2 separate regions of the Hordeum vulgare genome follow, and region 2 is linked to region 1. Evidence: chromatin contacts called from public Hi-C data. All regions are on one chromosome and are shown on one strand. Each heading gives the region's core, a stretch centred on a gene start, on an enhancer-like site or on the middle of the called end of the contact. The rest is flanking DNA. Distances are from core to core; before and after follow the strand shown.

Evidence for each region. A called contact is a pair of places that touch in the nucleus more often than the background predicts.
Region 2: a contact with region 1 is called in a Hi-C map of leaf, with 2.9 times the contacts expected there. The contact joins two enhancer-like sites. A contact is called at or near these places in 3 of 6 Hi-C or Micro-C datasets (leaf and seedling).

The regions. Positions count from the first base shown.
Region 1 is chr6H:184,852,895-184,858,556 of MorexV3_pseudomolecules_assembly, forward strand. No RefSeq gene overlaps it. Among protein-coding and RNA genes, the nearest start is that of LOC123402651, 24 kb to the right of the region's middle. Within about 2 kb of position 3,452, at least 1 of the 3 cell types and tissues checked has open chromatin away from gene starts, as enhancers often do. A contact at or near this core is called in leaf, where this site is marked.
Region 2 is chr6H:185,746,479-185,752,015 of MorexV3_pseudomolecules_assembly, forward strand. No RefSeq gene overlaps it. Among protein-coding and RNA genes, the nearest start is that of LOC123403525, 59 kb to the left of the region's middle. Within about 2 kb of position 1,778, at least 2 of the 3 cell types and tissues checked have open chromatin away from gene starts, as enhancers often do. A contact at or near this core is called in leaf, where this site is marked.

The DNA.
Region 1 (5,662 bases), core at 2,202-4,701:
TGATGCACTTTGTAGGATTTATTTAGAACTAACCTGGACTGATGCTATCTTCAGCAGAATTACCATGGTGTTGTTTTTGTGTAGAAAATAAAAGTTTTCGGAATCGTCCGAAACTTTTTTATGTTTTTTTGGGGAAAATGAGAAATACTGGAGCGCAGAACCACCGGAGGGGAGATACCTATGGGCCACAAGCCAACAGGGCGCGCCCACCCCCCTGGGTGCGCCCTGTTAGCTTGTGGGGCCCACGTGGCTCTCACTGACGTGATTACAATGCTGAAAAATCCTATAAATACAAAACCCCCGAAATTTAACCTAGAACTTCTGCTCCGCCGCTACAACTCTGTGTATCAAAGAAAACCCCATCTGTAGCCTTTCGAGTACCCTGCTAGAAGGGGAAATCATCTCCGATGGAGGCCATGACAAGGAGGGAGTAGTTCCCCCTCGGGGCCGAGGGTATGTACAAGTAGCTATGTGTTTGGCCTCTCTCTCTCGTATTCTTGAGATAGCACAATCTTGATGTATCGCGGGCTTTGTTAATATAGTTGGACCATATGATGTTCTTTCCTTGCTATCTTGATGTGATGAATTGAATCATTTCCTTTGAGATTTTGTTATGTCGGATTGAATATTGGATTTGAGAACACGTGTTGTATGCCTTAGTACTCAACTTGCGGATTCCCGTTGTGACAATGGGGTAATCTATGCATAGGGGTTGATACACATTCTTGGCCTACATTCTCTAATAGAAAATCTTTGAGTACTCTTTCAAGTTCTTTGTGTTGGATTGAATATGATGAATCTGAAATTGTTTGATGTATGTTGAATAATCAACCCACACATACTTGAGGTGACATTAGAGTATCTAGGTGACATTAGGGTTGATTGATATGTATCATATGTGTTATTTAGTATGAACTCTGGAGTTGTTTCTGACACCTATAGGATTATATCTCAATAGATTGATCGGAAATGATAACTTTGAGGTGGTTCTACTACCTACAATAATTTGCACCTTATGATCTCCGGTAGATATGAACTTTGGAGTGATTATTTGTCGCACATTGAGGGATGATCATATGATTCTACTATGTTAGCATTGTTGAGAGATTGCACTAGTGAAAGTATGAATCCTAAAGCTTATTTTCAGGCATTTACATAACGTTTTCCTCATTGTTTACTACTTGTTACCTTGCTATTTTTATTTATTCATATTATGTTGCTTTTATAGTATGCCAAAAAAATAATTATAAAAAATGTATAATACAATTATATTCAATCCAAAAAAACATTAAGTTTAGACAAACATAAAAAATAATATTAGAAGCAAAATTTAAAAAGAAAACATTTTTAGTCATTCATGAAAATAAACAAAAAATATGCCCGCAGGAGTGGCCACAAGTATCCTAGTCGGCTTGTCCCGAATCAAGCCCATATGGGCGACAAAGGACAAACCTTCCAGTGTATGCAGCGGGGGCGACCGAGCCCCACATGGCGGGCATCTCATGGCACGACGGTAAGTATGAGAGGAGCTCGACGGGGTGGGGGTGTGGTCGATTATTTAAGCCAGTCGATGCGGCCCTCACACCATTGGTTGTACTAAACCTTAGGGATATAGAGGGCACTCTAAGACGATGCGTGTGGGACTGGCTCAATAAGTACTAGAGGCGCTGATATTAGGGCCACACTCACTCTATCGGTGCTCGGACCACATGTCATTGGGCCTCATGCTCACGATAATTCTTTTCTTTTTCTATAAAATTTTGCCATCTATTTTTTCTTTTGTATTTATTATTTACGTTATTAACTATAAATAATAGTTTTAAGTTGCTTTCTAAAATTGTGGTTTCAAATAATTTTTTCCATAAAAAATTTCTTTCTTAACTTTACTATTTTTGTTAATAAGTTAAAATAATAGTTTCAAGTTATTGTTGTAAATTATGATATTAAATACTTCAGTGAAATGTCCCCAATTGTTTCCATGTGCTTGTATAACCAACACAAGCATCCATGTGAGGTGATTAATTTTGGTTTTCAACAAATTTTGCATTTTCTAACATTTCTTGAAGAAAAAAGGTTGATAAATAGACACATGTGTTGCAACAAATTGGTCATGGTAGGTCATGTGAAAATTGGGGCCATTTCATAAATTACCTATATGTTAAAACCCAGTTCAAAGGACGGTGTCCAGGTAGGTCAGAAGGACGCGTTTTGAAGCAAATTGTTTTTCTACATCCATGAAATGGCTGTAATTTTTTTCCACGTGCTTGGGCGGCCACGCCAAGACACAACGATAAGTTTTTTTTAGCAGAAGACATGACGATAAGTTTTTTTTAGCAGAAGACACGACGATAAGTTGAGAAGACCACAATAGGGTGGGGTGCGTCCGGTACTTTAAGCCAGTCCACGTGCCCCTTGCACGGCAGGGGCGGACCCAGCTCAAGAATTCAATGGGGGCCGAAGTGACTGGGGGGCAAATATTTGATTAAGGACCCAGCTCAAGAATTCAGTGGGGGTCGAAGTGACTGGGGACCAAATATTTGATTAACTGGGAGCCCAATTAGTAAAATATTAGGCTTTATAATAGTAAAAATAGAAATTGACTGAGCCCGGGCCCCCATTCGGCTCAACATAGGTCCGCCGCTGTTGCACGGTGAAGTGGTACTAAACCAACGGGGGTACGCGGGGAGCACTAATGCAATATGCACTCGACCGGCCTAGTAAGCACTCAAGGATCAACACGACAACACCGGAGGGACATGCACCGGTCTGCGTTTCTTACTGCTATAATATATTTTCAATTATTTATTGATTTCTAATTATAAATATGAGTTGTCCAATTTTTATTCTATTTAGACATAATAATGTCTTGGTATTAATTTGTTTATTAATTACTCTTGCTAGTTATTTTATATACATTTCACATTTTAGATATTTTTATATTATTAAATTCATTTTTTAAAAATGGTTTGTTTCTTGGACCTCTTAGGAATGTCCTCAACTTTGCCATCAATCGGGCATATGCCCATAGTAGGCATGCATGCGTGATTTCAACGACTTTTGACATCATATATACAGTACGACATGTGTGTCTATTTGTTGGCCTTTATTCACCGACATAATTTCAGAAAAGGAAAATCTTGTTGAAACCCAAAACCACATATCATGGACGCATGTGCTGGTCATACTAGGGCCGGTAGCCGTCGCTGCGTGCCCCCATCAAAAAGATGTTCATCAAATTTCAAAAAAGTTCATGAATAATTAGAAAAGTTCATCAACCTTAAAAAATATTCGTTGAAATTTAAAATAGTTCATCAATATTCAATATTCAAATAGGTTCATAGAATGTTTTTAAAAGCATCCCGAGCGTCTAGATGGGCCGGTACAGTTAACAAAAGTGCATGTTAACTATCGCTTGTCGCGCCAAATAAGAAATATGCCCGGATGTCCATCAATAAACAATAATACGACGTTTCACCAAAAGAAATCGCGGACTGGCCGGGCCCAGTAGGAACCTTCTATACAGGGTTTGGACGCTAGGGGATTACACAACGCGCCAGATTAGACCGTCTCATGTACAGGCAAACTGCTTTTAAATTTCCTTTTAAATTTTCATTTTTCTTTTCCTTCATTATTTTATAATTTAAATAATTTTCGAATTTAAATGTTTTTGGACATTTTAAAATTTAGGATTTTAAAATAAAATGTTTAATAATTTGTAAATCATTGTAGATTCAGAAAATGTTTGTGATTTTTAAAAAATATTCAGAAATTTAAAAACAATGTGTGGGAAATAAAAAACCTCCATGATTTTTTTTAAAGTTAGTATATTAGAAAAATTAATGAAATTTAACAAAATTCCGCCAATTCAAAAAATGTTCATGGTTGAAAAATATCCTAAAATTTAAAAATGCACATAATTTAAAAACTACTCCCTCCGTTCCTAAATATAAGTCTTTCTGGAAGGTTTCACTAATGGACTATATACAGATGTATATAGACATACTTTAAAATATAGATTCATTCATTTTGCTTCGCATGTAGACACCTAGTGAAATATCTTAAAAGACTTATATTTAGGTACGGAGGGAGTATTTTATTACTTCATAAAATATTCGTTGGTTCGAAAAACTTCACACATTTAAAAAATCATAAATTCCGAAAATTATTCCACCAATTTCCAAAAAAATGTTCGTAGATTCTAGAAATGTTTGTCATTTCAAGAAATTTATTTTCAAAAATGTTCACATTTTTTAAAATGTTTGTGAACAGTATAAAATGTTCATGAATTAAAAAAGTTCATGATTTTAGTAAAATGTGTTTATTGACATTAGAGATTATGACTTCTTTTCTTCCATTGCAATGTACGTGCCGTTTTGCAAGTAATTCAAATGTCATTCAACATTTAGGAAATATTACATCATTTATAAGAAATTTGAATTTAAAATAAAAAAAAACCTAAACTAGACGGTGTCGTCACCTAGCACGATGAAATTCAGATCGTCGGTGTCACCATTTTCGGCATTATTGTTGTAATCACTGTCGTCGTCAAGGAAACTAAGCCCATCGTCGGTCGCCTCCATTGACTTGTAGAGGGAGACGTTCTAACTCGACAAGTCGTCGGGGTCGCCAACCTCTTTAATCATCGGTGGTAGAATCGCGGGGCCATCATAAACTTGCAAACCGCGTGAAGCAACCCCGATGTGTCGTGAGGCTCGTCCGCCTCTCCGAGTTCCCCCACATTAGGTATTCTCTTGACTTTGCGCTTTGTGAGTGCACGCGGTGCCGGAGGATGGATGTCCGACACGTGTTTGGACGCTCGTTCAACGACGAGCGCCACTAGAGGATGGACGACCACACACATGCGTCCTCCACCGCGCCTAACATCCTACTGTTGATATGCAGCGAGCACCTCGTCGAACATGCATCCCTCCCAAAACTCGTGATGGCCATGCAGGTTCCACTGTTTGCAGAAGCACTGACGTCGTTCGTCGTGGGGGCGGCGGGCCCTCGAACGCGTAGCCGCCTTTGGTGATGAGCCACCCCGTCGACAGTCGGACGGTCGAACGCACGACGATGCCATAATGGGCAAGTTCCTATTCCCGTGTGAGGCTACTTGGACGCGACCCCACCGGAGCCGCTCCGCGTTGTCGGCTGCTTCGACGTCGGCTCTGTTCGACCACATAATCACCACCGTGGATCTCGTCGATGACGGGGATGATTCTACAAGTGATGGGGAAGGGCAGGGAGGACTAGTACGTCGGTGAACGGGGGTGGGGGTTTTATACCTGGGCAAGGGGGAGGCCGATGGTCGGAGTAACACCACATCAATCACTCAGGTTGGGGCAGGGGAAACCAGCACCGCCTCGGGAGATAGCGAGATGCGGGTGAATCAAATTACGCACACGTACCGTCGAGGACTGTTTGTCGACTACTTGTTGAATATAAGGCGCAGTAATTCCAGTCGTCCTTGTGTTTAGGGTGTTGGGGAACGAAGCATGGAAATAATTTTTTCCCTGTAAACATCCAAGATCTGATCTAGGAGATGCATGTTGGGGAATGTTGCATGGGAAACGAAAATTTCCCTATGCACACGCAATACTATCCATGATGATGATCATCTATGAGAGGTGAGAGTGAATGTACATACCCTTGTAGATCGTTA
Region 2 (5,537 bases), core at 528-3,027, 890 kb after region 1:
TTATCCAGCGCTGCTGCAAAGGTTTTGTGTATAAGGTTTTCCCTAGTAGTATCGTGGCGGACAGATCCTCCTGTCGGACGGGCGCTGACCTTCGGGAAGTGGCGGAGTGCAATGCAAACCACGATTACCTCCTTCACTCCGCGCAGGACGACCCCTTAGTCGATGGATTCGGACTTGTCGGTGTCGGATCCGCTGGAGGCCATGCCGGAGATGGATGGAGATCTCCGAATGTGAGTTTCGGTGGCAGATGGGATTGTAGGGAAGTGGACTGAAGTGGCTAGGGTTGGGTCCGGCCAGCAGATGAGGACGAATATATGTGGTGTCGATGCGGGCCAGTGTGGGCCACGCGGGCGTGCCTGGACGCGCCCAGGCTCCCCCGTATTTGCCCCATATTTGGGGGTGCCGGTCAACTCGGATGTTTGAGGCCGGTTTAAAAGGTCCGTTCGAATCAAATTTTTGTGACCGGACAATGACCAGACAGCCTGTCCGGACGTTTGAGAAGGATTTAAAAGGTCTGGTTGTAGATGCTCTTACCCCTAAAAGGTAATTTGGTACATCAAGGATGTAAATGGACCAAACCGGTGTCAATATGCACCTGCGAGGTGGGAGGAAGTTAGGGCCAATGGAAATGTGACGGTCCACTAAATAGGAAGTATAGCACCTTATTCGGTGCTGAGAATTTTCTAGAAGTCCCAATCCGGTTCAATCTGTTTTTGAACCTTCTAGACATTCTTGTTAATTTTCCTATTTTCCCTATACCAATTTTATGTTATTATCTTTCATTTTTTCAAAATAAAAAAATAGCATGTTAAAATTGTTTGCTTTTAAATTTTGTCCTTTTTTTGAAAAAAACTCGTGGAATTAAAAAAACGTTTCCAGAATTTTTTTTGCATTTAAAATATTTCTCATGTTTTTCTGGAAAACAATCTAATATTTCAAAGGTCATAATTTCAAAAAATCTTTGTGTTCTCAGAAAAGAAATTAAGACTTCCAAGATTGACCGTGTTTTAGAAAAAATATGTTAATGATTATCATTTTCAAAAATTGTTCATTTTTACAAAAAGATGTTCCCACAAAATAGAAAAATGTTAGCCATGGTACATCGGGTGGTTACCGTACTGGTCCTTACAGTACATCGGGGTGCTACACTACACCATTTTTGCTATAGTATACCGTTTCATTAGAGTACACGGTTCTCCTGCTCGCTCGATCACTACGGTAGATGCAATGGACCGGCTCTTTCTGGACGCCCATATGTGGCAACCCTCCTGTTTGACGCAAAGAATGTCAAATAAGATGCTTCCTATGAAGCTTCCTATTCAACATGGATACGCTTGAAGTAGAAATATGTGCATGCAAGAAGGGGTTATTCATTTGTTATTCAGCGGACGGAATTTTCACTTTGTATTGAGATGGATTCACTTATAGTGGTGAACATTTTGAACGACATTAACAGATCAATCTATGTGTTTTGGTGGCAGAGATAAAGTACTTGAAGTCTCTTCGAACCACTCGTATTGCACATATCAACCGTAGTTAAATTTTAGTTAGTGATTTTTTAGCTAGTTTTGATAGAAGTGAGAGTAAAATTGTTATCTGGTTGGGATCAAGACCCTAGAGGTCATCAATTTATGTAAACACGATTGTTCGGTTGATTCTTGAGTAATAGAACTTATGAGCCAAAAATAATATGGCATGGCCTCGCCTAGATGTGTAGTGAATGAGTCGGCCAAGTAACAGGGAAGATTGGGTCGATTTTCTTGAAAAATCCTATAGGACGCACATTGCGTTAAGATGTTGGGGCTTCGCACAAGATGAAAAGGGAGCGACGCGATCTGGGCCGGCACATTACTGGTTACGGGATCTCGATTTTGGGAAACTTCTAGACTTTCCTTGCCGGGTTTTTTCCGGTTTTGGAAACTTTTTAAAAGGTTCCCTGAACTGGTTTTTTTTCCTTTTATTTTTTCTTTATTCTTTTCTATTTCTGTCTCAAAAAAATTCTGGATTTTCGAAAAATGATCAGGATTTTGAAAAATTGTTCTTCAAATTCGAAAAATATTTGTTTTAGAAAACTTTTCTGGCTTTTCAAAAAATGTACTGGGTTTTCAAAAAATGTTCTTCAAATTTGGAAAATGTTTCTGCTGTTTTCCAAAAAATGTTTGGTATTTTCAAAAATTGGTCTTCAAATTCGAAAATTGTTTTTCATTTTTATAAAAATGTTCTACATTTTCAAATCACTATTGTGGAATTTCAGAAAATGTTCTTGATTTTCCGAAAATGTTTCGGATTTTTTAATATGTTTTTCGAAAAATGTTATTTTTTTTCGAAATTTGTTCTCAAAATTCAAAAAATGTACATGTTTTCCAAAATTATTCATATTTATGAATTTTTTCAGGATTTATCAAAATTATTCTAATTTTCATAATTTGTTCTCATGATTTAGAAAATGTTCATGCTTTTAAAAACTTGTTCACGCTTCCAAATTTCTTCAGTGTTTTCAAAATACTTCCCCATTTCAAAAAAAATTCAAAAATTCAAAAAATGTGTGTCCTTTGAATATTTATTCGTGGTCCCAAATTTGCTCAGGATTTTTCAAAATTGTTTGTGGTTTATAAAATTCTCAAGATTCAAAATATGTTCGTTCTTTAAAAATTGATGGAAAAATAAAAATAGAAAAACAGGAAGAAAAACGACCCAAAAAAGGAAAAATGAAAAAAAACAGAAAATGGAAACAGAAAGTACAGATGTCGCACATTTACAGGGCCGGCCCAGTCGGGGGTCGCCCTGTGCGAAGCCTCAACTGGTTGCCGTAGCGAGCGGCGACTAGGCGCTCTCGGGTTTTTTTTCTGCTTTTTGGTTTTGGGATTTCGCGCTGGTTTTTTGGACCTGGGTTTAACTCTGTTTTATGGTGTTTTCATTTTTGGGTCATTTTATGTTTTGTTTGGTTGTTCCTTTATACTATTATATTAGTTTTATTGTTTCCTCTATCTTTGTTCTCTGATCTTTTTTCCTTGTGCTACTCTTTCTATTTAGCTTTTCTTACTTTTCTATTCCTGTTTTTCTTTCAGTTTTTGTTTTTTCGTACTCTTGTTTCCTCATCGTCTAATGAACATGTTTATAACGTTTTAGAAAAATATTTGTCATGTTCTACAAATTTTAACATGTAATAAAAATGTTTATTGTGTATTTTTAAAAATGTGCATTACTTAGAACAAAGAGATCATCGTGTATGAAGACATATTCATCATATACCAAAACAAATGTTCATCCTAAATTAAAAACGTTCATCATGTATTGAAATTTGTGCCATGAATCGAAACAATCTTATAGTTTCTTAATCAATGCTTAGCATGTATTTAATTTTTTTTATTAAGAAGCTACACCATGATTTCATAAATATTTATATGGTCCTAAGAAATGTCCCATCAGGTATTAAAAACATTTATAATGTATGAAAAAGTTAATTTTAATTAAAAATGTTCATATTGCATTTAAAATTGTTGACATTTTGTGGAAAATATTAGTCATGTATTATTATTTTTCATATTGTGTGTTAATAAAGTTTGCCGTGTATGGAAAGTGTTCTTCAAGTATTTTAGAAAATTCATTGTGTATATCACATATGTTCATCATGTATTAATAAAATGTTGGTCACGTATGAAATTGTTTCGCCCAATGTGTGATACACGGCGTTGATCTTATATGATTTGTTTTAAATGTCCAATGGGATGGTGCGCTTCCAGCTCAATGTGTTCGAGAAGCAAAACCTAAAAAACCAACAATACTTTAATTCTTTGTGTTATAAAAACCTGTAGTTTATTTTGGAGCTTGAATAAAACCCCACGTAGCCACACTAGACGAAGAAATTGGTTGTCTAAAAAAATTGGAGATCATACAATATAGTAGGATAGTCGGCTAACCCACCCCTCAAAACATGGGCTAGCGCCCCATCCGGCTCGTAAGATGCGATTTATAGACACACTAACCTATTGTGGGTTTGTTGCCCCCATAACTAATTGATGAAAAACCCACCCATGACATAAGTGGGCTGGACCATGTCTATTTTCATCAAACTACTTGTGTTATCATTCATGTTTTTGTTAGGAACATGTGCTCCTTGGAGACAGTTGAGTAAACCATCTCACGTTGGCCCTCGCGTCGCCTACCCACGCGACTTGGCTAATGCCCCAAACCAACGACCATCAGCGCTCTGCGTTCGCTCCATACCTGCCCGCCGCTGCTGCAAGCCATTGGGCAAAGCCCATGCAGTTAAACCGTGGCATGGTTCCATCAACTTACAAACGGTCAGTGATGCGTTGTGACGGGTGTTGGTGCTAAAACATGTGGATCTCGGATAGGGGGTCCCGAGCTGATGATCTCGGCTAAATGGTAACAATAAATAAAGAGAGAGACAATGTTTATCTAGTTTTGGGCCATCTTGAAGAGGTAATACGCTACGTCCTACTCTTATTATATGGATTGTGATGGGATACAAAGTACATGATGATCTACCTCGAGATAGTATGAATGAATCCTCTTCCTCTATACGGTGTAAACCTCTCGGTTTATATAGGCAACATGGGTATCAAGGGTTACAAGTATGTCGGCTACATCTGGGGATAAACACACTGACCATTCAAATATGTCTTGAAGTATGCGTCAAGTCTTTGAAGGATTCCATCTTGAACACACCGGGGACCATGGCTACATGACCCATTCTTAAGTTGTGAGTGGGTCCTTGGCCAGGCCAATGAATGGTAGGCCGATGTGGTGAGCACCCACTCATCCATGACACTATCAGTAACAATCGAACTAGTCTTAAAGACGAGGACATTTCATTGGGATAACTTTATTTTCTGGTCTTCGACTTTGTAGGCGAGTTTCATCTTCCAATTCAGCCCCTAAATCCGAGGATTCGTCGGGATCCGAATTCTTCACTCGTACCGTAAGACCTATACAAACGGTTTTTAACCCCTTTCCATTATGCAATTTCAAACAATCGCCTTGCCTATATGGGGTATAGGAGGGTCCATCTCACACGACGCCGAAACATCGTCTGCGATGGGGCGAGCGTCTGTTGACGATTCACCTAAAGTTACCGTATGCGAAGTCGTAGCCTATCCCACACGTTACACTTTGACATTATGTTTGTGATCAATCACACATCCGAGACGATGATACAGACATATTCGTGTTTGAAATATGGATATCAGAAACATTTATTCCCACGATCTCTTTGCGATAGTACATTAAGACACACAGTGAGAAACTTCAAACTATGTGTGGTGGCTCTGGTATCGCCAACGTATCAATTTAATAATCATGTGCAATAGTTATACTGATCAGACACGCGATTTGCATGTCAACCGTCTTCTTATGATCCTACATCACATACGAACGCATGTTTAAAATCGTTTGTGATATTGTTGTCAATCACACACGCTTATGACATGCAAACATGTGTGTCATTGCGCACATCCCACACACATAAAATATGTGACCGTTTGTTGTAAAGTTGATAATCACACATGTTATCT